7 separate regions of the Mus musculus genome follow, and all the other regions are linked to region 2. A link is a contact called in public Hi-C, HiCAR-type, HiChIP or PLAC-seq and promoter capture Hi-C data. All regions are on one chromosome and are shown on one strand. The core of a region is the stretch at or near the end of the contact, and the rest is flanking DNA. Distances in the headings are between cores, read along the strand shown.

The links. Hi-C and Micro-C count contacts between places; a contact is called where the count stands out from the background. HiCAR-type assays count read pairs that join an accessible place to other places. HiChIP or PLAC-seq counts read pairs in DNA pulled down with a chosen protein or histone mark. Capture Hi-C pulls out chosen DNA fragments and counts their contacts.
Region 1: a contact with region 2 is called in a promoter capture Hi-C map of liver, with 2.7 times the contacts expected there. The contact joins the promoter of Lrpap1 here to the promoter of Ablim2 in region 2. A contact is called at or near these places in 2 of 484 Hi-C or Micro-C datasets (B cells and CD4 T cells) and 1 of 9 other capture datasets (liver).
Region 3: a promoter capture Hi-C map of liver shows a contact between it and region 2, with 2.7 times the contacts expected there. The contact joins the promoter of Grpel1 here to the promoter of Ablim2 in region 2. A contact is called at or near these places in 2 of 39 promoter capture datasets (the SN4741 cell line and liver), 3 of 484 Hi-C or Micro-C datasets (CD4 T cells and muscle stem cells), 4 of 115 datasets of contacts at active chromatin or transcription factors (astrocytes, embryonic forebrain, embryonic stem cells and 1 more) and 2 of 9 other capture datasets (adipose tissue and liver).
Region 4: a FOXA1 HiChIP or PLAC-seq map of pancreatic cancer cells shows a contact between it and region 2. The contact joins the promoter of Rgs12 here to the promoter of Ablim2 in region 2. A contact is called at or near these places in 2 of 484 Hi-C or Micro-C datasets (CD4 T cells and muscle stem cells) and 1 of 115 datasets of contacts at active chromatin or transcription factors (pancreatic cancer cells).
Region 5: a contact with region 2 is called in a FOXA1 HiChIP or PLAC-seq map of pancreatic cancer cells. The contact joins the promoter of D5Ertd579e here to the promoter of Ablim2 in region 2. A contact is called at or near these places in 1 of 484 Hi-C or Micro-C datasets (CD8 T cells), 1 of 115 datasets of contacts at active chromatin or transcription factors (pancreatic cancer cells) and 2 of 9 other capture datasets (adipose tissue and liver).
Region 6: a HiCAR-type map of astrocytes shows a contact between it and region 2, with 2.9 times the contacts expected there. The contact joins the promoter of Ccdc96 here to the promoter of Ablim2 in region 2. A contact is called at or near these places in 1 of 484 Hi-C or Micro-C datasets (muscle stem cells), 2 of 115 datasets of contacts at active chromatin or transcription factors (astrocytes and pancreatic cancer cells) and 1 of 9 other capture datasets (adipose tissue).
Region 7: a Hi-C map of CD8 T cells shows a contact between it and region 2, with 3 times the contacts expected there. The contact joins the promoter of Tbc1d14 here to the promoter of Ablim2 in region 2. A contact is called at or near these places in 3 of 39 promoter capture datasets (embryonic stem cells, liver and stem cell-derived epiblast-like cells), 2 of 484 Hi-C or Micro-C datasets (CD4 T cells and CD8 T cells) and 2 of 115 datasets of contacts at active chromatin or transcription factors (embryonic stem cells and pancreatic cancer cells).

Annotation. Positions count from the first base shown.
Region 1 is chr5:35,104,169-35,107,412 of GRCm38.p6, reverse strand. It overlaps Lrpap1 (low density lipoprotein receptor-related protein associated protein 1), which reads left to right and starts at 1,714. Exons shown (of 8, transcript NM_013587.3): 1 at 1,714-1,934. The coding sequence starts at 1,722.
Region 2 is chr5:35,756,104-35,759,199 of GRCm38.p6, reverse strand. Ablim2 (actin-binding LIM protein 2) reads right to left here and starts at 1,320. Exons shown (of 22, transcript NM_001177696.1): 1 at 1,140-1,320. The coding sequence starts at 1,149.
Region 3 is chr5:36,463,374-36,466,851 of GRCm38.p6, reverse strand. It overlaps Grpel1 (GrpE-like 1, mitochondrial), which reads right to left and starts at 1,667. Exons shown (of 4, transcript NM_024478.2): 1 at 1,597-1,667. The coding sequence starts at 1,658. 2210406O10Rik (RIKEN cDNA 2210406O10 gene) reads left to right here and starts at 1,998. Exons shown (of 3, transcript NR_126488.1): 1 at 1,998-2,337.
Region 4 is chr5:34,947,879-34,951,046 of GRCm38.p6, reverse strand. Rgs12 (regulator of G-protein signaling 12) reads right to left here and starts at 1,599. Exons shown (of 17, transcript NM_173402.2): 1 at 1,523-1,599.
Region 5 is chr5:36,694,445-36,697,758 of GRCm38.p6, reverse strand. It overlaps D5Ertd579e (DNA segment, Chr 5, ERATO Doi 579, expressed), which reads left to right and starts at 1,738. Exons shown (of 9, transcript NM_001081232.3): 1 at 1,738-1,904.
Region 6 is chr5:36,482,840-36,486,116 of GRCm38.p6, reverse strand. Ccdc96 (coiled-coil domain containing 96) reads right to left here and starts at 1,529. Exons shown (of 1, transcript NM_025725.3): 1 at 1-1,529. The coding sequence starts at 1,465. Tada2b (transcriptional adaptor 2B) reads left to right here and starts at 1,832. Exons shown (of 2, transcript NM_001170454.1): 1 at 1,832-2,329. The coding sequence starts at 2,060.
Region 7 is chr5:36,580,686-36,583,996 of GRCm38.p6, reverse strand. Tbc1d14 (TBC1 domain family, member 14) reads left to right here and starts at 1,600. Exons shown (of 14, transcript NM_133910.3): 1 at 1,600-1,642.

The DNA of each region.
Region 1 (3,244 bases), core at 465-2,964, 650 kb after region 2:
TGCCCTTAAGATCTCAGACAAGCCGGGCGGTGGTGGCACAGGCCTTTAATGCCAGCACTTGGGAGGCAGAGGCAGGCGGATTTCTGAGTTCAAGACCAGCCTGGTCTATAGAGTGAGTTCCAGGACAGCCAGGGCTACACAGAGAAACACTGTCTCAAAACAACAACAACAAAAACAAACAACAACAACAAAAAAGATCTCAGACAATTGGAAGATAGCATCAGGTAGATAGATCTCTTTGAGAGTTCAAGGTGAGCCTGATCTACATAGTTGAGTTCCAGAGCTACTGAGTAAGATCCTGTTTGATCTAAACAACCAGACAAAGCCAAAATAACAACAAAAACCCCCAAACAAAAACAAAACCCTCTCTCCTATCTGAAAAGGAGACATTTTAGGCCGGGCAAAGTGGTGCACACCTTTAATCCCAGTATCTGGGAGGCAGAGGCATACAAATCTCTGAGTTTGAGGCTAGTTTGGTCTATATAGTGAATGCCAGGATAACCAGAGCTAACCAAACCAAACCAAAAATAGATCTCAGAAAACAGGTGCTAACGTCTGCAAACCACCAGGGTTCCAGATATACTGAACCCTTTTTGTGGAAACACAAAATACAGCTTAAAACTATTAAAAAAAGAAAAAAGCACCACTCCCCCCAAATATCCCCTACCCTTGTCCTCCATGTATCTCCCTATTGGAGACCCTTTCTGGTTGTACTGGTTAGTTTTGTGTCAACTTGACACAGCTGGAGTTATCACAGAGAAAGGAGCTTCAGTTGGGGAAATGCCTCCACAAGATCCAACTGTAAGGCATTTTCTCAATTAGTGATCAAGTGGGGAGGTCCCCTTGTGATTGGTACCATCTCTGGGCTGGCAGTCTTGGTTCTATAAGAGAGCAGGCTGAGCAAGCCAGGGGAAGCAAGCCAGTAAGGAACATCCCTCCATGGCCTCTGCTCGGCTCCTGCTTCCTGACCTGCTTGAGTTCCAGTCCTGACTTCCTTGGTGATGAACAGCAGCATGGAAGTGTAAGCCGAATAAACCCTTTCCTCCCTAACTTGCTTCTTGATCATGATGTTTGTGCAGGAATAGAAACCCTGACTAAGACACTGGTCATCCTTACCAGACGACTCTTCTGCCTGTCCCTCCTGGGCCCAAACTGCTGGTGCCTGTACCAGACTCCTGGGTTCCTCGAGCACCAGGTTGTCACCAGGCCAGGCCATGTCCCCAACAGGCTTGCTGGGCCTCACTATGTCCATTGGATTTTCTCCAGGGCTGCAGGTGCAGAGACTAGGCAAGTGCACAAAGCCTTCCAAACAGAAACCCCGGAGGGGAAGTGTCTGGGATGTGTCCCAAAGACGGAGCTGAGATAGCTGCTCCCGGGTTTAATGGCAAAATCATCTTCCGCCGCACTTCTTGTGTGATTACGAGGAGTGGGGCGGTGCATAAGTGCGCTTTCCCAGCTGCTTCTCCTTACAGCCCCGCTAGTGAGCTCTGAATTTTGCAGCCCCAGCGTGAAAATACCTTGGGATAATTGCTCTTTGCTGGTGTTGGGCAGGGCGGAGCCAGAGACCGAAAAGTGGGCAGTCATATGGGCGGGGCCTGGGGTGGGCGGGATCGGATTGAGAAGGGAGGCGGGGCCTCGCGGAGACCGGTTGATGGGCGGGGCTACAGATGGGCGGTCCTACAAGACCCAGTCCTGTCAGTCTGCTAGCGCTTCAGAGGAAGATGGCGCCTCGAAGAGAGAGGGTCTCTACGCTGCCCCGGCTCCAACTGCTAGTGCTGTTGTTGCTGCCGCTGATGCTTGTGCCCCAGCCCATAGCAGGCCATGGCGGCAAGTACTCGCGAGAGAAGAACGAGCCGGAGATGGCCGCCAAGCGCGAGTCCGGGGAGGAGTTCCGCATGGAGAAGCTGAACCAGCTATGGGAGAAGGCCAAGCGGGTGAGCGGGGCCAGGGAGACGCGCGGGGATGGGGGCGAGGTGCTGCGTGTGAGCGAAGGAGAGCAGGGCCCTGATTGAGAGGCCAACATAACCTCTGGGACGGGGAACGGCCTACCCTTTGTACAGCCCCCCTTTAAATGTCAGGTGGGCCATCTTGACCTCACTTGTAATAAGAGACCCATAGGCCCTAAAGGAACTTGGTGCTGGTGTCAAGGGCCTGTGGTTGCCTTTAGTGCAATTAGGGACCCTAAAGAATGAGTGACACCCACCCTTCCTAGCTGTGGACACCTCTGCCCAAAAAGCTAATTTTCCAAAGAGCCAATTCAGATGGAGGTAGAGGGGAGGGGGGGCACTTTCTACATGGGGCCAGACTTGGAAGTCTTTTCTTTATCTGTATTTACTCCAATGAAAGAAAAAAAAAAACGGTGCCCTGAGATAAGACTGTATGGAGATTGCAGAAGCCCCAGTTGCTAATGGAGCTGGTTAATTTGGGTAAAGCAGTTCCTTAGGGGATTGGAATTCCTTAGTATAGGTAAACACTACACCCTGTCTGGGGAATGCTGAAGTTAGATTTAGTAGCTATGCTAATCTCTCTTCCTTTTGAAATGGAGATATCCAGAGCCTGAGGGCTGGCCTGGAACTTGGGTCCCCTCCCAGATTACAGTCCTAGGCTAGGACTTGGGCTTTTGTTTAAGTATTCTTTCAGAGCCACACTATCTTCCTCTAGAGCTTGCAGAGGGTTGCCCTTTAGCCCTCCAGCTTAAACATTCCTGAGTTTGAGGGGAGAGTAAATAATTTGCAAACTAAGTGATTTTTTAAAATAAAACCGTGTAGAACTTTGGCCCTGGAGACTTTGGATGGAGAGGTAGTTGGGAGGTTGGCTTCTGGGGAAGGGGAGTGGTGCCTCACAGACAGCTTAGTGGCCAGCCAGTGTCTTTGAGAGACTGCTGCAAGAGGGGGACAAGTGTCCAGCCTGCAAAGGTTTAGGACAGCCCTGTGGCCTGGAAAAGCAGTTCAGCTTTCTGGGGGAAGGGTCCGGGAGCAGAGCTGGGAGTGGCTGTGTGAAGAGCATGGGAGCAGTGGGAACCATCTAGGGTAAAAGGCTGGCTGTCCCTGACCGCCATCTCCAGGGGTGTGCCCACGGGATGAGTGTGCTTCACCTGGGATTACCCAGTAAGATGAGGATGGGGCCACGAAGACATTAGCAGGTACCGTCGAAGACTGTTGGGGAAATGTGGTCTGCTGTCCGTAGATCCTGGGGTCTCTTTCACTCAGAAGGTGGCCCCCAGTCCTCCACATGCACATCCAGG
Region 2 (3,096 bases), core at 71-2,570:
CTCTCAGTTACTCTCAACATCCATGGTAGAAGCCCCTCCTTCCTTAGCTAGGAGGGAGAGGGGACAGTCCCCTGGGAGGAGGTACTTCAGGCTAGGAGCCTACAGTGAGCTGTTTCCAAGCTCATTCCCTCCCTGTCCACTTTCTCCTAGAGGAAGCTGCTGTACCCATTGGTTTATGCAATGTAGCCAAGGGCCACACTGCTGCTAGTAGTAACTTTGGCTTGGGGGTTAGGGGGAGTATGCTGGAGTCAGGGAACCTTGAGTTCAAATCCCTATCACTTGTCAGAGCTCAAGTCATTGAAGTCTGGTCATCCCATGGCTCCTGAAAATGGAGGCCAACCCCTCTCTCTTGAGGAATGAAAGGATCAGCCCTCCCTGCAAGCGGAACTCTTGAGGCTGTCAGATGGGTGCATTCTGAGATGATGTACAGATGCTTCCTGAGCCAAGGCCTCCCAGCTCTAGATCTCAGTTTCCTTCTGAGCACAGGCGCTGCTGGGTTGCAGGGACGTGGGATTTTCCAGCATCACACAGAGGCGGTCAGATCCCTGTGGGTGGGTGCGGCGAGAGAGGTAGGGCTGAGACGCTCAGAACTGAAGGGCTATAATGACAACAGCGCACAGACAGCTCCGGGACTGACACACATACAGGCTCTAGCACTCAGATCTGCAACGGCGAACCTGGGGAGTTCAGGGTCTGCCAGACGCCACCACCCAGGCTCTGCGGGAACCGCGCAAGGGCGGAGTCCCCTGCTGCAAAGCTCCGCCTGTCATCACACCTCTCTCTACGGTTAGGACTGCGGCGACCCAGAGCCCCTTTCCGGGACCTGGATCCCTTTACTGAAGCAACCTGGGACCCCCACGAGAAGCAAGGAGTGACGCCCGCCAGACAGCCCTGCGCAGCCACCCTAGCTGGCACGGTGGGAAGAAATTCCGGCATATGCCGCTCCGCGCCCCCGGCTTAGAGACAGAGGCTGCAGGCCGGCCTTTCGGGGCTGCACACCCTGGAGAAAAAGTTGGGTGGAGCCGCTGGGCTCAGGAATTGGCTAGAGGAATTGGCTACGCACTGCAGGTGTATCCAGTCCTCGAGACCCTACTGAGGTTGCCGCTACGAACCCGCGGATTCCGGGTCGCAGCTCTCACCTGCGCTCATGTCAGCGGCAGCTCCCAGTAGGGTGGTCCCCGCGCTGCGACAGCCCGAGGACCGGGCGGGCAGGTGCGGCGCTGGCAGGATCCTCAGCACGCTTGAGGCCAGCGGCTCGGCGCACACAGTACCCGCTGCCCGCAGCGCCACCGCAGCTCGGGGCTCCCGCCCCGCCCCTTTGCCCCGCCCCTCAGCTAGGCCACGCCCCTTGTCGAGCCGCGGGAGGGTCGCATCCTGGGAAGTGTAGGCGCTGTGCCCCGGCTGCCCGCCTGCGCGCCACCGCAGTTGGACGTGCGGACTACAAATCCCGGCAGGCTGTGTGTTCCGCTCAGGCGCAGACTGGTGGTAGCGCAGGTACCCTCCTGCACCTGCTCCGAGAGCTCTGCAGAGCTGTCAACAGGGTCTAAGGGAGGCGTGTAGGACTGTAGCTCATCTCAGCACTGGACTCTCAAAGAAGGAGGCCCAAGGAAAAGCGATCTTGGAGCAACTCTACAAGAGTGATGGAAGGTCTCAGCAATAGACCTTCCCTTCCTTACCAATGCACAGAAAAGGGGAAACTGAAGCGGAGGGGGAGAAGCGGGATAGCGAAGCAGGAACAGGATTTAATCACACACACACACACACACACACACACACGGCGAAGTCTGGATTTAATCACACACACACACACACACACACACACACACACACACACACACACACACACACGGCGAAGTCTGAATGGGTTGGGATCCAGACGCAGGTGTCTGGACTCCAAAGATAGGCAGCCTCGCCTTATGCCCCAGACGCTCTCCCGGCTCGGCTGACGCTAGGCGGTGCACACTGAGGAGGCTCTGGCACATCCTGCCCTCTCACCATCCTGCCCATACGCTAATCGATTCCCTTGTGACGTCAGGCGTCCAGCGCAGGGCGTGGAAAAACAGACTGAAAGAAAAGCATAGGGAGGCGCAGGTGGATCCTGCCTCGTATCGGTGGTGACAACAGGTGGGCACAAGAGACTACAAGAAGACAGCCTAGAGAGATGAGGGAGCACGGATGCGCAGGGCCCAGAATGAGAACATACAGGATCTGCCACTGCATGAACAGGCACAGGCCAGGGACGTTTGGCCCAGGTCAGGGCTGTTCCATGTACTACTGAGGCAGAAGCAGAAATTCCTCCCCAGTGATCAGTATTGTCCATCTATTTCAAAGGGGACCAGGAGGCCAAAGGCTCTGGTAAAGAGGAGAAGCCCCGAGGAAACAGCACATTTCTTTACATCCTATAAACCAAGAGACTCTGCTGGCAGCTGTACTTCCAGTCTCAGATGCCCACAAAAGAACGGGCTGCCTCTGGGATCTCTTGCCCAGAAACCTTGCTAATGGAAACTAGTTTCTACATGCTCCAAAAATGTGTTTTGACTCCACCTGCCTCCATTGGTTAGACCTAAGGACAGTCCCTATCCTTTAGGATAGTTCTTAGGAGCCTGCAAGCTCATGCTTATGTGTCCTAGCAACCTCTGAGATCCTTGAGTATTCTGATATTATTTCATAGTGCTGTTCCAGTGCCTCCCACAGGCTTGCGACGGGCACTGGAGATATACTTACTGAAGAAACAGGGTGGGAAAGGCAGGACAGATATTGTCCAGCAGGTTGAGTCCTTTGAGAAGCTATTCATGTTTCCTGTCTCTCATCTGGGGCCAAAGTAGCAGCATGCCACCCCCACCCCTCCCCTCACACACGAAGGTGACACAGGCTGGTAAAGACACTGGTGGTGTTGGCTGTGATGCCTTCCACTCTGGTGGTGGCCACTGTCACACTTCTTGGCAGAGGCCTTGCAAGTCAGGCAGCCTGTGCTTGTAGACTGGTCTTGGAGCTCAGCATGCAGTGGCCTGTGACTTCTAGAGGAATTGACATGTCCCTCTGAGAAGACACTTTCCAACACACAGGGGCTGAATGACCCAGAACATTCTCTTACAA
Region 3 (3,478 bases), core at 418-2,917, 710 kb before region 2:
AGAAGAGGTGTGGGATCTCTGGGGCTGGAGTTACAGGTGGCTGACCTACCCAGTGTGGATGATGGGAATTAAACCTGGGTCCTCCACAAAAGCAGCCAGTGTATAACCAATGAGCCCCATCCATCTCTCTCTGGCTCCAGCAGTGATCTTTTAATTTTATTTTTACTTTCACGCTTTTAAAAAGTCTAAGAATCTGGGCTGGAGAGTTGGGCTCAGTGGTTGAGAGCATGTTCCTCTTGTGGAAGACCTGACTTTGATTCCCAGCTAACAACTACCTAACTCTAAGAGTTCCAGGGTATCTGACACTTTTCTGAACTCTGAAGGCACTTGGCATACACATGGACATACACATACAAGCAAAACATCCACACACGTAAGTTTAAAAAAGAAAGATCAGTAATTAATTCTGAGAAGCAAAATTATGCTAAGAATATAAAAACCTACAAAATGTGAAGGCTGCCTTCACTATGAATTATTTCCACCCCTAGGAGTGACCACCACAGCCTTTCAGCAGATCAGTTTTGCTGTATAGATCCTTTCAGGGCAGGAATTCCTAGGGCTATGTCTCGGAGGAAAGAGGGAAGCCAAGCTTATGGGATACTGTGGAGTTATGACTTCCTACTAGAGCATCTTTCTTCAAAACCACAATTTCAGAGATAGACATGAACCAAGCTGGGGGATGGGACAGGGCCGGATGGGATGGGAAATGGGGGTTCTTTCCTGTCAACTCTAAACAGAGCACCACAAATAGGAAGTGCTTCCCCCGGAATACTTCAGACTCCTCCCTGCTTTGCACAACATAGACCTGTTTTCATCTTTTAGTCACAAGTACGAGATCATCCGCCTGCTCACTCTCACCCGCTGAAAAGGCCAGCTCCCGTTCACTCCGTTTCCATAAGACTCAGGCAAAGTCTCTCTTTTTTTAATCAACCAAAAACTTGGTCCTAGCAGGGAACAAGCTAAAGATACTGAGCCTAACTTTGGAGATGCGACTCAAAAACCTGAAGCCACGGGTAAAAGTAAAGATGGCAAAAATGGGCATTGTCTAAATAAACTGCACACACACTGGCTTTCTTGCTCCTTGGACCTCACATTCCGCGGAGGGCAAAAGTGGGGGAAGGAATGTGAGTGGAAAAAGCCCACAAACCAGGCAGTACACATCCTGGACTGGATTAGGGATTAGCAACCCCAGCCCCTGGTCGGGCGGGCTTCTGCCTGGCTGCCTGACCTTGGGCAAGTCTCCCGCTTCTAAGCTTGACTTTTGCAATTCCAGGAGGGGTGGTGCCCCTATGCCCGAGAGAGTGCCGTGTGTCACCAGACAAACAAATGGCGGAGCCTTCCACCTGACGCATCACCCAGATCCCCGCATTTACGCCCCAGCGTCCCCACTTCTCGTCTCTTGAGCCCAGTTCGCGCAGTGCCGCACAGTAAACACCAGGACAGCCGCGCGTTGAGAACAGGCACAGGGACTCGATGGTGAGGATGTGACTTCAGGGTGCACGGGCACCGCCTGCGGGGACCAGTCCTGCCGCTAAACCCCCCACCAGAGCTCTCGGCCGTGAGTGAGGCCGACGCAGAGGAGTGAAGCTCTCTTACCTGAACGACAGTGCCAAAGCCGGGAGGCTGCGGCGCGCCAGCCTCACACACCGAGCCGCCATGACTGCCCCCGAGGTCGCGTCACTGCGCCCACACTGAGCATGCGCGGACGCCCCTTACACCGGTTTTCCCACCTACTGCTGCTTTTTAGCTAATCCGTGACCGCTGTTGTTCTGATGGACAGACCATTTCCACCAATAATTACGAGTCATGACGGAATTCTGTTTCCTCCTTCTCCGGTGGGCGGAGACTGAGGCTTCTGGGAGCCCCGGAAGGTGAGGAGGTGAAAGGTGAGGTGGGAGGAGTGGAGGAAAATGGAGCTTCTGTGGGCGTGGTCGCGCCAGGGGACAGCCAATGAAGAGGAAGAGCGTCAGGGCGGGCAGAAGGCGGCGAGCGCTAGGCGGGGACCCGGGAACTCGTGCCAAGTGACTGGTGCTCGCTTTAGGCTCCTGCTACCTTCTGCGGGCGGAACGTGGGTGTCCCGGGAAGGGACGGACCCCATCTCTACTATGCCGCAAGCGCGTTGTGTCAACAGGCTGGCTGTGGACGGCCCGATGAGCGTTACTTGATTTTGTACTTTCGGCCACCTCCAATTTTCTCAGAACGCAACATAAGAAAAAAAAAAACTAACAGCAGTGTGTGCAGGAGAGCTTCGAAAATATGGGTGCTGATGTTTGGTCACTGCTATGGGGGAGGTCGCAGAGCTGAGAGTTGTCGGAGGACGTTTTCTGTCCTGTCTAGGTATGTGCAGCTTCTTCCTTCCTCCCCCCGGCTCCCGCAAATCTCGAGACAGAACGCTTCGTCCGTGGACTACGGCTTGTGTGTGCTCTCGGCGGATCTCTTGAGTTCTAGGCCAGCCTGGTCTACAGAGTGAGTTCCAGGTCAGCCAGAGCTACACAGAGAAATTTTGTCTCGTAAAACAAACCAAACCAAACCAACCAAACAAACAAACAAAAAAGGGACCAAAATTCTATTATTTAATTTCGCTCTTTTAAAAATCATTTCCCCAGCACATGCTGCCTTTTGCCCGCCGTGGGCGTGGGGCAGAGCATGTCCACACAAAAAGCACAGCTCTCACCTCATAGGAAATAAGTTTATTCTGGAGTCATTTATGAGTGACTGGCCCAGAAACAGTTTTAGGACACCTGTGTTCCAACGTGAAAACAGTTTCAGGACGTTTGCATAGTAGCAGAACAAAGAAAGCCACAACTCAAGACATAAAATATATTAGTGAAAACATTAAGTAGGTGATTATAGCAAACGGGAATCTCAGCTGTAGTCCGCAGATGCTATTTGATAGCAAGCTTAGCCCTTTGGTGGAGATTAGAGTTTTGTTACTGTGTTACCAAGATTTTAATCGTCTTTTCCTGCTGTTAGGTCTGACACTGAGTGGGGCAGGGAATCTATTTAATGAACTAAAGATAGCCCAAGATAAATTGTAACTAGGCTCTGCACCTGCAAGGTTCAGCATCTCCAGTCATTGAGGCTTTAATCCGTCAATTGGCCTTTGCAGACAGTTTCTTTCCAGGAATCCTGGTTCACTGGTGTTTTGTAGGACAAGTGACCTGATTTGTTAATTCATTAGGGCTGGGGTCGAGTAAGAGGAGAAGGGATACTTAGAGCACCAATGAAATCAAGAGACATAATTGGATTGAGTCTATGGCACTTGGTTGTGATGGAACAAACCAACCGTGAAAAGGGCAGGGGACTGGAGTGGGACGGGTATCAGATGGTTATTCAGTGCGCTGGCCCTTTTGTTAGGGAACAATATGGGCCAATGGGCAGAGCTCTGGATGGGAATATTTATGGTACATTGTCATATTGGCTGGCAAGGGCTTTAAAAAATACTCTAGTTTTAAAAGGTGAGGTTTCTTGTAAGACT
Region 4 (3,168 bases), core at 350-2,849, 810 kb after region 2:
TGCACTTGCTGCCAGAGCAAGGCAAGGAGCCCACAACCAAGGCAGCCAGATGGGACCAGCATGCTGGGCCTGTCTCAGATACAGATGTCAAATGACAACAGGATTAGAAACACAGGGCTCAGCCTCAACCTCTCCTACCTCTGGGATCCTTGCAGGAGCTACTGCAGCAGCCAGGTCACCAGGCTCGGTGTCACCTTTGTGACTACCCACGCTCCCACCCTCTGAGGTTGTTGTTCTAAACAGAATGCAAAAAGTGAGCCAGCCCTTGACACAGGGGATGACCACAAAGTGCCTCATGTCACAAGCTGGCAACTCCACGATGCACTGCAATTTGGTCTACTCAGTATAAACCCTGCCTTCTGACTCCTGCGCCAAGACTGGCAACACACAGGCCACCCCAAGTCTGAGGGCCTTTCCTCAGCTCCGGTATTTGCTGATCTCCTTTGCCAGCTCTCCAGCCTTTCATCTTTCCTGTCAGAAGCAACCCTCCTCCTTTGTCCCACTGAGGTAGGTTCCAAGAAACTTCACAGAAATGGCCTTGCATCCTTTAAAGATCCATCCTACTCCAGAGTCTTACCTAAGCCATTCCCTCTACCCCGTGACTTTCTCTATCCCAGCAGTGTGCCTGAAGTCCAGATCCTGCCAGCCTGAGTACTTGGTACTTGTCATCCAGCCCCCCCCCCCCAAATAAAAAGATGTAACATTTTTATCCCAGTTTTTCTGGAGAAATTGTCCTGCTGACAACTGTGCTTTCTTCAGAAACTTTTAGAATGTAAGCAGGCCCTTGATTCACAATTGATTTTGCTTCTCTCCCCTCTCCCACACACCAGTTGCTTGATGTAGGCTCAAGGCTTCCTCACCAGGGCGACCTCCATCTACACTCCATCTGAGGCCTTTTCAGGAACCTGGGCCCCTCCATTTGTATTCTATTGGTCAAAGCCCCTCTGTTTACACTCCAGGGGTTGGGCCCTAGCTACACACCACCCCTTCATCTACACTTCACAGCTGAGCCCTTATTACACTCTACAATTCTGCGCACACACACACACACAGTCCACAGGTTTGGGGCCCCTCTATCTACACTCTGAACCCCCTTGTCTACACTTCCCAGCTCTAACCCCTCCAGCTATTCTCGATGCTCGCTCGCTGTGGGCTGCCCTGCGTTCTTGCCCTACATTTCCTCAGTTCGGGTCCTTGGATACGGTCTCTGCCCAAACAATGAGACCGCGGGCTGAGTTGGACATTAAAGTCCCCTCATGGCCAGCCGGGCCGGCTTCTGAGCCGGGTCAGATCCCGCCCGAGTCCGGTGGGCTGCAGCCCTGCGGAACCCGCACATCCGGCCTGCGCGGGACCCCGGCCGCAGCCCGCGCGGGCAAGTTCCCGGAGTCCCGCGCGAACAAAGAAGGCGCGGGCGGTGCCCGAGCTCGGCCCCACGGCCGCAGGAGGACAAGGCCGGGCCGGGCGGGGGCGCGCGCCAGAGAAGAAAGACGCGCGAGGAGGCGCGCCGGCTCCGCTCACCTACCGGGCCGCCGCTTGCTCCCGCCGGGCGCCCGCCGAAAGCATCAACGGTCACCGCCGTCGCCGGGCCGGGGGCGGGGCTCCGGGAGGGGCAGGGTCCGGCCCCTGAGAGAGGAGCTCCGACTCCTGGGGGTGGGGCCCAGGGCCTAGGGGGCGGGGCTCTGGGGGCGGGACCCGTGAGGGGCGGGTCAGGCCGTTGTGCGCTTCGGGACTCTGACCCCGCGGGTCCTGCTTCTGGGGGTGTGGCTCCTGGAAGGGTGGGGAGTTCAGCCGCTTTTGGAGGGTGTGATTTGGGCTCTTGGTGGGGCTCATTCGAGATTCACCAAGTTTAGGATTTTGGTGGAGTCAGGTTTTGGGGGACGGAGCTGGATGAGGGGATAGATCAGGTCGTTGGACAGCTGGAGTCAGGGACCAACGGGATCCGGCTTCTGGGGGCCGGGCTCCTGGAGAGCAAAGTCCGCCCTACTGGACAGTGGCTCGGGGTCAGGCGGGATCGGACTCCTAGCACAGAAGCGCTCAAGAAGTAGGGACTTGCCTGGGACTGAAGACCTAACGGAAAGCTCAACATCCAGGGCTTAAGGCTAGACGGAGGCGGGGCGGAGCATGGAGGCCGGGGCGGGACTTCCGCCTTGGTCCAGCTGAGGGGTTGAGCTACCCTACTAAATCGCAAAAGCCAGATGGGTTTCTTTTTTGAATGGTTGCAGAGAGCTGGGATGTGTGATCTTCTTCACGTGCAGAGAGAGACCACTTCGTCCTCCTTCAAGGGGCAGCTCTGAGACACGATGCATTTGTGAGGAAAGTTTCCCACCTGCCAGGAGAGGGGTCATCTACCTGAGGGCGTGCATTTGAGATGGAGAGAAATACATCAATCCTGTCCCAAGCACCACTCAGGCTATGATACAATAGTTGCACAAACTGGTTTTATAGTTCCTACGCCCAACCTTTTCAGAACATTGGACCTTGTCTACCTCAAGGAGACCTTTCTTTGGTGAAAGACGTCAAGGGCAGAATTCCCCTTCCCTTCCCACATTGACTTCCGAGCAGCCACAGCGTCTTCAGAAGTTTCATTCCCAGTTAGAAACTAGCTAAAGTACTTTCAGAAAACAGGAAACTGGGCATTTTACTTAAAAAGTTTAGACCAGGAATTCACTGCCTAGGCCCTCTTTTTCTCAAACACCAGCCCCAGCCTGGTTCAAGCTTCTTGGTCTTGAGATTAAATCATCATAAAAACCCCATAGCTGTAACCTTTAACACTCACTTCCTCCCTAAATTCAGGAAATGTAAGTCACGACTGGTAGTCCCTCCAGTGTTTCCAGGACAGTAAACCCTGTGTTCTTGTCAGTGTGCAGCTTCGTTTCACTGCATAGGTAGATGTATTGACTGTCAATGTGTCTTGAGTAGGAAGCCCTGTGACACTGAGGCCAATGGAGTAACAGAGCCCTATTTCTATGCATGTGGTACCCCCTCACACCTCTTCTCTCAGCCTGGCCTCAATGACCTCCTTCAAGCTCAAAATCTCTCTGCTTACTTTCTTGGCCCTGCTTCTTCCTCTCCTGTCTTTTCCCCCTTTAAACATTCATTGCTGATCCATTCTACAGCCAGCAGTCAACCCTGCTAGGTAGCACAGCGTTGTCGTTTTGTGTGGGTCAC
Region 5 (3,314 bases), core at 489-2,988, 940 kb before region 2:
AATGTCTCACAAGGTTAAAAACCAAAACACACACACAAACACAAAAGACAGAGGGCTGATGAGAGATTCTCGGTGGGTAAAAGTTTGTTGCCCTGAGGACCTAAGTTTGATCCCTGGAATTCACACGGTAGAAGGAGAGAAACGGACTCTTGTGGGTTGTCCTCTGACCCCACACTGCGATCCATTAGTACACATCAATAAATAAGTCTAAAAAACATAAGATGGAGTGTGATTGATAACTGATGTTACCCTTTGACCTCCACAGGTGCCTGCCCACAATCACCCGAGGAACACATACACACAGATTATAGTCAACAGGATGGCTACAAAGTGGCTGTGTTATCTTTCCTTTCATATGTTTGCGATACTTTGTTACTCTTTTAAAACTGCCCTACTATCGATATGCCTTTACAGAAGGTACAGACTAGGAGACACTAATGTTATTATGGATGTATGTACCAAAAAATGTGTGCAAATTCTCCATATTTAGGGAAATGTTTCCCTGGTCTGTGCAAGCCTGGCTTCTGAGGTCCTGAAGATCCTGACACCATTTATGCCCACCTTCACTCTCAGATGACCCTGGATTTTCCACTCTCTCGCATGTTATATGAGTTTGCCTGGCTGCCCGCCCTGGAACAGGTAACCAAAAGATGTGTAGTAAATAAAACTGTGGCTTGTGACTCACCTCAAATGAACCCCGAGGCAACAAAAGGGGGAGCAAACTAAGGAAGGGTAAGACTTGGGTGAAGGAAAAGATCCCCGACAATAGAGCCAAAGGCCTGTGCTCAAATTCTGCCTCCATCCCGAGGCGTCACCCACTCCCCAGCCTGTTCCGGGTCTCTCCAGGAAGGCTTTACTTTGGGTTTCTCCGGGAGAGTGAAAAGATGTTTGTTGGAACAGTATGGATTCTATGAAAGGACAGTTCTTTTAGGTTCCTGACCTTGGCTTGCATACAAGAGTCCAGCCTACCTCAGCAGAAAAGTACTTCCAGTTCTCTGCTCCTCCCAGAAGCCTGAGCTGAGCTTGGGAACTCCGGGTCTCAGACTCTGAACCCAAGAACAGGGCCTGGTGCCTGGCGGTGCTCAATGAGTTTGATGAACTACATGCAGGTCACTCCCCTACGGGACCTGTTCTTGCCTTTGTATAGAAGGCACATCTCTGGCTTTTCTTCCTGGTACTTCTGACATCTACATCTGCTTTTCTGGAAGAGCCTAGGAGTCACATTTAGGGAAGGTGAGTAGGTGGGAAGAGGCTTTTGATTAAAAGGTTAGTGCACATTTTTGGCTCCCACTTCCGAATCTTCCAGAAGGTCTTTTATTTTTTGCCTACTTAATAATAACATAAAAAAGCCATGTCACTTTTTGTTTTTAATTGAAGTCTTTATGTTAAGCCGCCCACTCCAGCCATTCCAGGACATGGCGAAGAGGGGGCGCGGACAGGTGTAACGCGGGGGTTTGTGTTGGAAGGGCTCTGCAAAGCCGGGTCTCAGTGACCCAGCGGGAGGTCACCGACCCAGGAGCCCTCTCTCAGGGCCTGGTAAAGCTTCAAAGCCTCGGATCCTCAGGTCGGCCTCGTGGTGTCAGGATCTTCAGGACCCCAGAATCCAGTCCTGCGCGCCTGCTGCTCCCCCACCCACACAGCACGAGGGCGGAGCCCCGGCGCGCTGATGTAATCCCGGCGCCTGGGCGGAAGGATATGGAACGCGGCGTTGGCTGGCCGGGCGCTGAGGCTGTTGCCAGGTAACGCAGCGGAGCGGCTGCCGCGCGCCGCCTCCCGCCCTCCGCCGCCTGGCGCTGGGGCCGCCGCCGCTTTACGTAAGGCGCAGGCCAGGGCCGCCCGGCGCTCGGCAGCCGCCTGCAGCCCTCGGAGCGCAAGGAGAGGCGCCCACCCGGTAGCCTTGGCAGGTAGGCGGCGGCCGGGAGCGGGGCCGTGGCGGGTGGCGGGCCAGAGGGATGTCCGGCTCGAGGACCCCGCGGGCGGCGTGCGATGAGTGCGCACAATGGGCCGCGGCGGGCTGAGGCGGCCCGGCCTGAGGACAGCGGCCTCGCCTCGCCCCGCGCCCTCAGCTTTGTCCTTCGGCGGTCGGGGGCGGGCGCGGCGCGGTGAGTGGCGGGCACGCGGGCCTATGGCGCGGGGTCGAAGAAGGTGACGGCCGAGGGCAGAAGTGACAGGCCCCGGAGTCGCCGGCCTGCGCGCGCCACCGCCCGGACCCTCGCGGCCCGGCTTCCGGCCGGCGTCCCGGGAGCTCCCGGTGGACGCCGGGCCAGGGCTGAGCGCTTTGCGTAGAGGCCAGGACAGGGCGAGCAGTGGGGAGCAGACCCCGAACCTGGCAGCCCCTCCCTTCAGTGTTTGCCCTTCTGTAGACAAACCTTAAAGGTTTAACCAAGAAAAGTGAGATGGGGGATAAACGGGAGGGGGACATGCGACTCCGGAGTCATTTACTAAACGGGGTTCTTGGGTCTCATCACCTGCTTTGCCTTGTTGCCCAAGTAACTGACAATGCATTTTGCGTTTCTGGTTCTTGGCTTGCTAAGGAAACGGTAGGAGAGGCTTGCCGAGGAGCCGGGGACGTGCAGTTTGGATAACAGGTGATGCCATGGAAAAGCCTATGCAGTGAAAACCCCACGCAAGATTTCTGCCACCAGTATAGGACCCGTTGCATGACACTTTGTCGGTTTTAGAGACTTCAGATTTAAAAGAAGGGGAAAAATATCTGTCACTCTGCATTCTGAAGGTCAAATATTCGCCCGCAGATGTTTTGGGCTGAACCATTCTTAACTAGGTCTCAGGATCTTTATGACAAAAACCATTCTGGAACTGTGCATTTGAAATACCCATGGAGGCTTCTTGCAGTTGATACTTATTATTGTAGATTTAGTTGCTATTCTTGCCAACTGATGTACTTTTAAAACGTGTTCTTTCACAAGTTCATTTATATATCTCTATAATGTCCCTTTATCATATTTCCCCACTATCTTCTCTTAGACAAACATTGAATTATAATTATATATTAATGTGTGTGTTTGGGTGCATGTATATTTAACGCGTGGAGGCCAGTGATCAATATCAGATGTTTTTTATAATTGTTTTAAAAATATTTATTTGATGTGTATTGGTATTTTACCTGCATGTATATCTGTGTAAGGGTGTCAGATCCCCTGGAACTGGAGTTACATACAGTTGTGAGCCACTGTGCAGTTGCTAGGAATTGAACCCCGGTCCTGTGGAAGACCGGCCCGTGCTCTTGATCACGGAGCCATCTCTCCAGCCCTCAGGTGTTACTTTTGAGATAGGGTCTCACTAGGTAGATTAGG
Region 6 (3,277 bases), core at 280-2,779, 730 kb before region 2:
TGCATGAGTTCTCCGTATCTATGAAAGACAGCTTTTCCTTCACGTGCGTTATAATCTGCACGTTGCTGGTCACCTTAGTGCGCAGTTTTAAAAGTTCCTCGTTTCGTTCCTCTACTTTCTCGTTGAAGGTCTGGTTCTCAATTTTGAGCTGTTCAAAGTCGATGAGGAGCAGCCCCTCAGCCAAGTCCTCCTGGGCCTTCATCCTGGTTTCAAAGTGTACCAGGCTCTGCTTCAGCTGCACGTTCTCGAGACGCACGGCGCTCATCTCCTTCTCCTTCTTATCCTCCAGGGCCTGAAGCTGTTCCACCTCTCTCAGGGCAGCCTGGCGCCCACCACGCGTGCGGCAACTGCCCATGACCTGCATCACCACCTGCTTCTTGAGGGCCTGGAAGCGCCGCCACTCTTTCTCCACCCTGGTCTGCTTCTCTTGGCACTGCTGCTTCAGCTCCCGTACCTCCTGACGGTACCACTCTAAGTCGTCTGCCTCTTGTTTCTTCAGTTCCTCCAGCATGGCCAGATAGCGCAAGTATGCTTGCTCTTTCTCGGGAGATTCGGGTTCAGCGCTCTTGTCCCCAGGTTCCGCCGCTGCTTCCAGCCCCTTCTTGCGTAGGGTCTCGTGAATCTTCTGCTGTAGGTACATGTTGTAGCGCTGATAACGGTTCCGCTCCACTAGCAGGGAGTGGTACTGTTCCACCAGCTCGCCGCGCAGTTGCTGCTCTTGCAGCTTCTGCATGTCCGCTGTCCACTCAAACTCTTCAGTGGACGCCCCTTTTTGTTTCTCCTCTTCCTTGGCCTCTCCAGGGTGAAGTTGCTCTTCTGTGCTTTTGTGTCGTTCTCGATCTGTCCCCTCGATCTCTTCACTGTCTCTCTTCTTCAGTGACTCCCTTGCTTTCTCTTTCGCAGCTTGTGGGCCTGGGGCAGCCCCCTCCTCAACAATTGTGGTCAGCGGTAGAGATGGCCGGAACCGTGACTCCTTCCTCTTCTCCCTCTTCCCCTTGCCCTTCGGCTTCTCTGGCCTGTCCCGTTCCTCTCCCTCATCCTCATCCTCATCCTCATCCTCGTCCTCGTCCTCGTCCTCATCCTCGTCCTCATCCTCGTCTTCGTCTTTGTCCTCTGGTTCCTTGGACTCCGGCTTGGTCTTGGGCTGGGTCTGTGGCAGACTCTCTGGCTCTCGGGACACGGCCTCGCCCGCGGTCTCAGCGGCCCCCGGACTTTCCGGGACCTCAACATGCGCGTAATCGATCCCCTCCGAATCCTTCGCTTTTGAGCTGTCCGACACCGGCTGGGTCTCGCTCTCAGGCTCCCGCCCTTGCGTCGGCTCCGGCTCTGGCTTCGGCTCTGGCTCCTGCTCTACAGGGTTGGCCGGAGTCAGAGGTTCGGAGCTAACCTTGATCTCGAGCGACTGCCTGGCCAGGCCTTCCTCGGCTCGGTCTTTGCCCTCGATGTCCCCGTAGTGGCTGTCCATTTTCGACCCGCCGGCCCCGCTCTGAGGCCGGCTGATGCCTGCTGTTAGGTTTCCCGGGGCAACCAGGGCGCGCGGTGGGCCCCGCGATTGGTCACCCGCCTTCCATTTCTCTCCACCTCCCGGCAATATTAGGCCAATGAAGATCTGCGAACAGGTGAAGGGAGGCGCTAATTGGACGCTGGTTCCCGAGAGGCGTGGCCCGCACGGCCTACTTCCGGTCCGCGCCCCGCCGGCTGACAGGCTTAGGGCGGGGCCTCGCGGCTCCTCCAGTCCATGAGGCCGCGGGAGGCGCCGGCGCGCAGGCGCAGAGCAAAGACTCGGCTGTCCGCGAGAGGGCGCGCGGGGGGCGCCTGCGCGATGCGGCGGGGAGACAGCGGCTGCGGCGGCGGCGGCCGGGCCGGGCCGGAGGGCGCCTGCGTGCTGAGGCGGGACGCGGCCCGCCTGGCCGGCTCCGGCGGCGCCTGGGCGGGGGCGGCCGTGGCAGCGGCCGGCAGCGGCACGGGCGCGGCGGGCGCAGCGAGCCCGGCAGGCGGCGGGGCGCTGACGGCCGGGGGCGCGGCGGCTGCGGGCCGGGCGGCGGGCGAGCGGGGGAAGATGGCGGAGCTGGGTAAGAAGTACTGCGTGTACTGCTTGGCCGAGGTGAGCCCGCTGCGCTTCCGCTGCACAGAGTGCCAGGACATCGAGCTGTGCCCCGAGTGCTTCTCGGCCGGCGCGGAGATCGGCCACCACCGCCGCTACCACGGCTACCAGCTGGTAGACGGCGGACGATTCACACTCTGGGGTCCTGAGGCGGAGGGCGGCTGGACCAGCCGCGAGGAGCAGCTGCTGCTGGACGCCATCGAGCAGTTCGGCTTCGGCAACTGGGTGAGCGGCGGGCTACGGCTAGAAGGGAGGGCATGGCTGGCTGGCTCGGTGTACGTTGCGGAGGGCCGCAGGTGGTCGGATGGTTGTGTCCGGAACGTGTTGGTCACCAGCGGTCACACAGCTGGTAGAGCAGGGCCTTGACCCATTGCCCCGACACGGAGCTGTCTGCCCTTCACACTCGTCCTCAAGAGGTGTGCATTGAACGCGGGTAGAGGGTAGGCCCTGTGCGTTGCCAGGCTTATCCTTGAGTCAGATGGCAGCAAGCTAGATCCCACTGTCCTTTGCTGAGTTCCCCTAGTACGGTTGTGTTCTCCTGGGCATAGTGGTGGGGAAGGCCAGAAGCCTGGGGCTGCCCGTCCCGCCTGCACTTAGTCTGCATTCAGGGCTTCGTGTGCTTTCTGTGGGTGTCAGCATGTGCCCTGTGCTAAGGTTCTCAATGAGTAGCAGTATCTTGTTTAAGTCTTAGTCTCCACAGCACCCAGGACATGGTGTGATGGGTGGACAGTAAAGAATGAACAAAGGCGTGTTCCTGAAGAGGCATGGATCCTGGGGTCTGCTTTCTAGCTGTCAGGTTTCTGTAGAGGTAGCTCACTGGTAGTAAGAGCCTTCATGTGTGCCAGCCAGATAGTGTGCTGGGCTCCTGGTTGTTCTCTGGCTGTCTCTAAGGAGCTCTCCTTTCTATTCCTCACCTATGTTAGGGATGAGATCTGGCTGCATTGTCACCATTGCCTCCAAGAATATGTCACATCTTCAAGCTTTCAGAGAAGCAGGGAGCTCGGCATGACCCTCTCCTGTCCAGACTCTTCCCTGGTATGTTAGGGCCCTCTGACCCTAGCTTCCCCGAGCTTCCCCTACTCCAACCCTACTGCCCTCCTGTTTCAGATCGTCGTAGAATGAGTGACCTTCTGGACCCACTTCCCCACTTAGGAAGGAGTCTACTCCACAGAT
Region 7 (3,311 bases), core at 351-2,850, 820 kb before region 2:
AGCCAGTGTCTATCAAGTAGTTTGTAGGCTCCTAGAATGGCTAGAGTCTGGAGTCCCCCAGCCCAGCAGACACCCTACTTGGATGGGTCTCACGATGAAAGTCAATGCTGTCAGGCTCTCAGGTAGACCTTCTTCCTGTGCATTGAACAGGCACAGGGCTGGGCTTATTTAGCTGAAGGCTCTGGTGTGATGGACTGAGAACCTCATGGCCTCAGGTGGCTGGGTGGGACCCGACATTGTTTCCTTGTGAAACAGCACATGCCATGTGGAAGTTTAAAAGTTACAACACATGTGCAGACCCAAGACACTCAGATATGGCTCGACTCTTGGTCTGTTTCTTCTCTCCTCCCTACCCTCCTTGGAACTGAAGTCAGGCCACTGAGCTATCCCCCAACCTCTCTCTGTCTTCTTTCATCCCTGGGGACGGTGTGCATTTCATAGCTTTTGATATAGCCTTGGTCTTGTAAGCCCTTCCTCTGGACTGTGTTCAGATTTGTGAAAATATTTTAAAATATTTGAGAGAGTTGTACAGAGGTTGAACCATCACCTAATGTTTTGAAATGAATGTACAATTGAAACAAAAGTGGTGGTACATTCCTATAATCCCAGAACTGGGGAGGTAGACTCGGGAGGATCAGGAGTTCAAACTCATTGTTTTCTAGGTTGCAACTTTGAGGCTAGCACAAACAGAACTGTAACCAAGACAAATGGATTTCCTCCTGCTTGCTTCCAGGTACCTGCCAGGGCAGGGAAATTCCTCTTCCTGTAGGACTGTGATGGTTCCAGCCTCATGTGATGGTTCCTGGCTGAAATGCAGTCAGGTTTTAAAGGGGCTTGTTTGTGTTTGTAAATTTTCGGGGTCTGACAACTCCTAGAATAAACCCAAATCATCCCAAGTACCCTTTGTATGGATCCAACAAACACTCATGTCTCTGCTTTTTGAGGCTTAGGAAACGAGTGCAGGTGAGTTCAGGAAGGGAAATGCAGCACAATGACCTGGCCTGATAGAAGACATCCTCCATAGACATCTGGCTTAACTCTGCTCAGCTCTAGCTGACTTCTACCTCCTGAATTATACTTTTTCATAGATTGTGTCTCTGTAATTTTTGCTACTTAAAAAGGTAAAATGTGCATAAAGCCAGGTGTGGTGGCACACACCTTTAATACATAGGTGGATCTCTGTATCTCAGGCTAGAGAAAGATGCTGTCTAGTGAGGCCTCTTCTAGTTCCTAAGCGAGACCATCACACAACTTTCAAAACACACTGATGATGAACCCTGTCTTGTCACCTCCTGAGCCTGCTGGGCGTTGTATACTGAAATATTAAAGTGAAGACAAAAGTTGGCGAACTACAGCGCTAGGCACTAAGCGCAATGAAACAGTGATCAGAAAAGCCCGTTTGACAGGTGACAGGCTAAGGCTATACCGGGAGGGCATTCCAAGGTCAATGATCTGTAACCTGCGCTCACGTGTACCCCTAAATACTCCCGTGGGCTGTTAAGACTCCCCCAGCTGCTGGACAGGGGCGTCCCATCGATGCGCTCCGCCGCTCGGCTCCCCACGCCTGGATCAGCCCCATGCGCTGCTTTCCCCCTCCCTCCCACTTCCCACTTCCAAGATGGCCGCGGGCGGAGCCGACCAGGTAAGGGGCCTCCGCCAGGCGTCTGCGGTGCCGGTATGGACACTGTGACTCTCTCGGAACTTTCCTTGCAGCCCTTCCTGGGCCTGAGGACAGAAAAGGGCCAGGGACACAACTCCCGAAACCCAGGACGGATACTTGGCAGGCCGGAGGAGCAGCGGTAGTAAATAGCAGGCTCCTAAGCTCTACGGAGCTGCGGCGGGGGGCGAGAGCCCTGGCGGAAGAGCAGTGGAAGCTTAGCGGGGGCGTGGCTAGGGAGCGTGAGGGCGGCGATAGGGAGCGCGGGGCGTGGTAACGCTCCTGTCCCCCGGAGTGTGACTAGGGACGAGCGTGGGGTGTGGCTAGTGAGCTCTCGGGGGCGTGGCTCTGGAGTGCGGGGCGTGGCGGTACGCCTGAGGCCCTGGGAGCGAGCGATTTGCGTTGGGTGTTGGGCTAAAGAGGCTCAGCGGAAGGGAAGAGAAGCAGCCTTGTGGGGGCGTGGCTGCGTGGCGTGGGCGTGGCGGGGGTGGGGTCTGGCGCTGGCTGCTTTTAGCCGCGGGCGGCCGGCAAGCACCTGCTGAGGCTGGGCATCTGCGGAGTCTACGCTCTTAGCCCAGCGAGTTGCGGGCCCCACGGGGCCTGGGCTGCGGGCCACGGGCCGGGGAGATGGCGTTGGAGCTGCGGTAGCTCGGGTACTGAGGGGGCTCTGCAGGGTCAAGCTGAGAGGTTGCGGATGGCTGACCGCTGCCACCTGCTGCTGCGTCGGCCAGGCAGGGAGGTCTGAGAGGGCGGCTGGGAGGGCTGGGGTCCGGCTGACGTGCGACTGCCCTCGGCCAGCGCTTGTCGCGACGTGCGCCTTTTCCAGAACTTGGTGAAAAGTTTTCTCCTCAGATGTGGTGCTGCGAGCTGTAGAGGTGTCTGCTCTGTGCGCCCTGAGCCAGCGTCCTCAGACCCCTGTCCTGTTCACATCTCTGCCTTTACTCCTTTTCAGACCCTGAGGTATTCAGATCTCTGTCCTTCTCAAACCCCTCTCCTGTTCAGATCCTGGTGCTCCTCAGACCCCTGGCCTCTTCAGATATGGTCCTCAGACCCCTGATGTGTCTCGGATCTCCATCCCCCTAAGACGTTTTTTCCCAAATCTTGCTAAAGTTTTCTCAGACCGGAGGCTACGATTGGCTCGTCCAACTTTCACGGGGCTGTGGGCTACCAACCGAGTTTGCTCTGAGGATCTGAGCCTGTATCTTCCTCAGATCTCTGACCTGTTCAGACCTCTGTCCCCTTCAGTCCTTCCTCCTCAACCCTTTGTGGTGTGTTCAAATCTTCTTCCTCCCCATGCCCAGTTCTTCTCAGACTGCCAAACCTCTTAAATCTCCTGACCCACTGGGTCCTCTCTGACCTTGGGCCTCCTTATCCTGGTCCTGGACTGCAGAAGGTCCTTCAGGAAGGGACTGTAGACCCCGCTCTACTCAGACTCATTTCCTGGGTTATGTCCTCCTCAGATCTTCTACTCTCTGGCTGTAGGACCCGTTTTATCTCTAGAGACCCTCACAGTACTGGGCATATTGGTAGGCTAGAGGAACAACCTGACCTCTGCCCCAAGCCCTACTCAGGATCTTGTCACCCCTTCTGGGGCTTGGCTAGATTTCCAGAGGGTGCTAACCAGCACAGACTCCTGATGGAGCCCCAGTGAGGC